Linked DNA regions of Mus musculus: region 2 is linked to region 1. Evidence: chromatin contacts called from public HiChIP or PLAC-seq data. All regions are on one chromosome and are shown on one strand. Each heading gives the region's core, a stretch centred on a gene start, on an enhancer-like site or on the middle of the called end of the contact. The rest is flanking DNA. Distances are from core to core; before and after follow the strand shown.

What was found. HiChIP or PLAC-seq counts read pairs in DNA pulled down with a chosen protein or histone mark.
Region 2: an H3K4me3 HiChIP or PLAC-seq map of embryonic limb bud shows a contact between it and region 1, with 4 times the contacts expected there. The contact joins two enhancer-like sites. A contact is called at or near these places in 1 of 115 datasets of contacts at active chromatin or transcription factors (embryonic limb bud) and 1 of 9 other capture datasets (embryonic trunk).

What each region holds. Positions count from the first base shown.
Region 1 is chr8:108,026,444-108,029,143 of GRCm38.p6, reverse strand. No RefSeq gene overlaps it. Among named protein-coding and RNA genes, the nearest start is that of Gm39242, 190 kb to the right of the region's middle. Within about 2 kb of position 1,448, at least 36 of the 459 cell types and tissues checked have an H3K27ac peak or open chromatin away from gene starts, as enhancers often do. A contact at or near this core is called in embryonic limb bud, where this site is marked.
Region 2 is chr8:108,670,692-108,673,391 of GRCm38.p6, reverse strand. It overlaps a transcript of Zfhx3 not described here. Among named protein-coding and RNA genes, the nearest start is that of Gm42043, 22 kb to the left of the region's middle. Within about 2 kb of position 1,276, at least 10 of the 459 cell types and tissues checked have an H3K27ac peak or open chromatin away from gene starts, as enhancers often do. A contact at or near this core is called in embryonic limb bud, where this site is marked.

The sequences.
Region 1 (2,700 bases), core at 199-2,698:
ATCTTCTACCTTATTCTCCTTAGCTGGTATCTGTCACTGAACCTGTAGATTGCCACTTTCAACTGTGTTGGCTTACTGACTGCCAAGCCCCAGAAATGAACCTTCTGTGTGTAGACAAGCGCATGGGCACACACACACCAGCACTAAGGTTAGAGGCATGTGTAGCCATATCCCAGCTTCTTACACAAATGCTGGATATCTAAACTAAGGCCCTCATGCTCAGACAGCAAGTATTCTTACTCACTGAGCGATCTTCCCTTCCTGGGGATTCATACTTTCAACAAAGCCCACTCTGGTGGTGTGCAGATCATGCTTGGGAACGCCTTGCTCGCATCTTGCAAGTACCAGTTAGTGAGAACAAAAGAGTAGGTAGGTGCTCTAAACAGTGTGAGATTCTAAATCATTGTCTTTAGTGGCGGGAGAGGGGGGCGCTTGGGAGGGCGGGGGAGGCTTTCAAAGCACCAGGCAGGCAGTCACTGGAGCTCCCAGAACCCTGGTAATGTGATCAGCATGCATTTAGCTTGCAAACCATCTCGTTTACAGATGGACAAATGCCAGGCGATAAATCAGTGGCAGGGCCCACATAAAAAAAAAACCAAAATTCCAGGCTCCCTAATACCACCATCCAGGTGTGTGCTGACCTATGTCGGCCAATGGGCCATTCTTCATAATATTAAATAATAGCATGTGCTGCCTGCAGGTGATTTTGAGTGGCATCGTGATATATCCCACCGGCATCACAAAAGCAGATGGCTTTCATAGCCATAGATACTCAAGATCTGCTCTATCTATGTACCCACCTTTATTTCAGGCCATTAAAGGGGGCCTCAAGAAATGTAACATCAATATGGGGGGGGGGAAGGCTTCTCTTTCCTGGAGGAGAACAGGGGGTGACCATGTGAGCACAGTGCCATCTCAATAAGCACGCCAAGAAAAATCCCACGGAAATATCTGGGCGGCAATAAACGTGATCTTATCTCAACACTGAAATGGAAAAAGGAGCTGGTCCCCCTAAATCACAGGAGTAATGTGCGGTGGAAAAAGAAAAGGACAACTGTGGACAAACTCAGAGAAGAAAGTTTTATTAATTCTAAATATGCCTTTCCCCCACTGGGTTTACACTAGCATTCCCCCTAATGGGATCCAGATGTTCCGCCAGCCTGGAAGTAGCTACCTAGGAGAAAACAGTAGCTCGCCTCCTTTAAGTTAAAAGGGCGAAATCGTGGCGCTACAGGCTGATTTACAGTTTAGTTCAATCAGCGCCCACAGCACGGAGGGATGGAGAACTGTGGACCGTGGATGAAGGCGAAAGCCCGCCTTGGAAAAGGCTGGCGGCTCAAGAGTTAATGCCAACCTTTCCTGTGAATGCAGCCCTCTGTGTAGTAGCTAATGAAGGTAATGAAATATGACATGTAGTTTGGCCCTTGACCATGGAGTGCACCCCCCGCCCCTCGGCGCTGCGAACAAAGCCAAAACAGATGTAGCGACTTCTGTATGGTTTGGGGTTGGCGTCTGTTACACAGACCAGGTGACCCGCACATTCCCAGAATGTTCACTTCTGACACACGCGGCATTATCTGAGAAGATGCTGCCTTTGTCTGTGAAGTGCGAAGGGGAAGCGAGAGACGGAGGGGTGCAGCTGAGGGGGTGGGGGCAGGGGTGGGGACGGGGTGAGGGTGGAAGCTGAGCTTCCAGGGATGTTCAGCCAAACTCCTGCCCTCTATGCCCTGGTTCTCCTCATTCACTGTGAACTGGAAAAACAACAACAACAACAAATTCTTTCTTGGAGGCAAGGGGGTAGCCTGGCAAATGTGGAATTTGCAGAAAATCTCCTCCGTGCCTTTACTTCTCTCTCCAAAGCAAGGCCCAGGGAATGAGACCCAGGGATGGGAACTAATTGCTGAAGCTACTTGGGCTGGTCACTCTAGTACAAGGACAGAGCAGCCAGCCACTCCTCAGCAAAGGCCGTCCGTATGTCCATATTTCAGGTTTCGTATTTCAGGTTCCCATGCAGACCAAATGGCCGAAATAAAAGCACAGTTCTGGTGACTAAAACCACAGCGCTGGGCTCTGAGGAAATACTAATTGTAGTTGTCATGCTGTCTGGCTTCTTCACTCTTGAGGACCACTGGATAAGGTGGCTGTGTGATGTTTCCCCCACCCCCCCAAGGGATCTTAAGTAATTTTTTTTTTAAAGAACATATCATCAAATCTTGGCCTAAATATAGCATCTTTGTTGGTTTCCCCCCACCCCCAAAGGGATCAGACCTTTGGCAAAGTTAGAGAGAAAGAGAGGAACAGGGAGAAAGAAGAGGAGGGGGAGCCTTGGCAAGTGGGAGCCTGTTCCCAATGTTATTTATTATCTTCAGCAGACACTGACATGTGGCTTTTGAAAGCGGATACTGTACCTTTAACCTTGACTCCAAAAGCATGCTTAATCTGTGATGCAAACCGAGGTTCCAAACTGGAGAGCCTTGGGGTAGTGGCTGGGGGGTGGGGGTGGGGGGGCGGGGGATGGGGGTGTGGCTAGATTTATTTATGAGGCGCGTGGAAAATTTTGACATCACAAGCTATGGCCATTATTCACATGTTACATGACACAAGATTGGCCCTTTTAACGCAGCAACATCACATAAAAATATGATTTTTGTCCTGTGACGGCAGGCTGATCATATAGTGCTCACCTACCTACCCAATGAA
Region 2 (2,700 bases), core at 27-2,526, 640 kb before region 1:
TACATAAGGTTCCATCTCCGAAAAGAAAGACAGAACAAACAGAAGCTTGATTTAAGAATTCATAGCCCAAGTCCAGGCCAAGGGTGGACATTTTAAACTGGTCCTTCACCGAACTGTAATTGATGCAAAATGGCACTGTTGGTTAACTTGGTGGCTGCTCATTCTGTCACCTCATTTGTATCCTCCTAACTCTTCAATAAAATCCCTGCTGGGAAGGAGGTTGACGGTCTGCCCACCAGCACGTGGTAAGTGATGTGATTGTTGGCAGAACCCAGGCTTAGCAGCAACCAAGAACTGAGCTGTGAGATCATAGCTGGGGGGCCACAAGACTGACAAGCTCCTCCCTGACAATCTTTTCTCATTCCCTCTAAGAAGTATTTGCAAGCTACACCACAGGAAGGTTCAAAATCCCCAAACCCAGCTTCCGATGACTCCTCTGCTAATGTTCACGGATGAGAAGAAAGTCAAAGACACGCCCACACGCCACCTCCCTCCCTCTGAACCATTAGCATTCCCCCCCCAACCCCCCATCATAGCTCCAGCTCTGGAAATGGGCAGTGCTACTTGATAGCCAAGTTCTAGCTGGGCTAATTAAGCATACTGAGCTAATAACCTTCCATTTTGGGACCAGTATTATTCATAATTTAATGTATTGTTGCTGAAACATCAACCTTTCGACAACTGGCAGGTTGCCCACAGCAGCCCAAGTGCTGACCATCTTTCAGTAAAATGAGTATTATTGTTAAAACAGGCATAAATCATTCATGGCTGCAGCTTTTGTGTTAGGCCCTACGTGAAAATAAGCAGTAAGCCGGGTAATTTATTTACCTTTTGGCGATTATTTTTTATGATTTTATGATCATATTCAATGATTCATAAATATTGGCCAGGTGCCATTTTGTAATCATTCTACATTTTTAACGATTGGTGAAGGCGGTTCTGTTTTTCATCTTTAAAATTTTCAGGATTGATACTCAGCAACTTAATCCAGACACCAAGGCAATTTTATTGGACCAAAGGGGGTGGGAAATAACAGTGTGTCCAGGCCCCTTCATTTGAACAAACCCCTTTCAACAGAACCATTTGGAGTGTCCAACGTGTTATATAACACCGCACTCGGGGCGACAAAGTTTCTTTGAAGTTTAACACACAGAGGGGGCCTCGAAATTGGAATAAGAGCCCAGGAAAAACAGTTAACAAGCTTCTGGTTGGGAAGATGACGGGAAGGGGGCCGTAGAGCAGGAGGAGGCCTGGAGATGTTGGCCCTTAGCCAAGAAGGTTGGATTTGACTCTAGCCCTACTCCTACCACCTGGTTGGGGAATGTGCTTACAGTCCCCTGCGGATCTGGAAACTTCTTTATTGCCCTCCTGGCTGCCTGCTTCTGCTGCCTGTGTCAGCTTTGGGTTCCCTAAAATGGTTCCAGAAAAGTAGACTTCACCGCCCCCCTTCCCCCCACGACCCCCACAACAGCAAGCAGGAGCTGAGAGTTGAGGATTGGTTGGGTTTCGAAGACTCTCATCCTCTCACACTCTCTACCATCCATCCCTTTACTTTCCTAAAACAATGGACACAGAACTCCTAGTAACCCTTTTACCTGCTAAGCCATCAGTAAGTAGCAGAAGGCAGAGGAGACAGGATGGTGGGAGGAGTCAAGCGGGGAAATGGCAGAACAGGTGACATCGCCTTAACTTGCTTCCTAAAGGCAGGAGCAAGGTCTGTCTGCAATTGAACTTGCCTCTAGATCTCATCCCCCATCAGCTGTGTTGGCCCAGAAGGGCATCAGCCAAACAAAGCTGGCACCTTTGGCCCAAACATTGATGATAAGATCTCAAAACATAGCCATGGGTATGCATTATCAACAGACTCCCACATCCATAGAGGAGCCCACGCAGGAAGAGAGGAACAGGTTATATGCTCTCTGGAGTGCTTGGGACCTAAAAGCCCCAGGGACTGGTGGGGTTTTTTGTTTGTGTGTTTTTGCTTTTGTTTTTGTTTTTTCCTACTTTCTGTTTCTTTCCCCACTTCCAGCTTTCACAATCTTTTTCAATGGCTTTGCCTGGCCAACGTTCAGGGACCGGCTCTCTCCTTCTCCTTTGTTTGAGGCAGGGGCTCTCTTGGTTCTGCTTCTAGGACACATACCACAGACTAGCTGACCTGCAAGCTTGTGGCTGGTTCTCCTGTCTCTGCCGAGTCGAATCCCACCATGTCAGAGGAATGCTGGGATTACAGATGTGCACCTCTGCAGCTGGGGTTCTACCTGGGCTCCAGGGATCAAACTTGGTCCTAACACTTTTACTTGCTAAGCCATCTCCTTGGCCTCTCATATTAGTGACTTTTAAGCGTGGACTTCCAGCTCATTAATCACATCCACGATGTTAGGCAACTATTACTATATTCTGTTTCTAAAGTTTTTTCATTACCGTAAACAGAAACTCTGTCTTCATTAAGCAATCCATCCCTCCCGCCTCCTCCTCTACCTCAGCCCCTGTCCCTGGAAACCTCTAATCCACTTTCTCTCTGCAGATTTGTTCTTCTTGACAGCTCATATAAACGATACTGTACAATATTTTTCCTATTGTGCCTGGCATATTTCGCTGAGGGTAATGTTTACAAGGGTTTATCCTTGTTAGAGCATGTAAGTGAACTAATTCTTTTTATGCTAATTAATGTCCCAGTGTATATATACATTTTGCTTATCC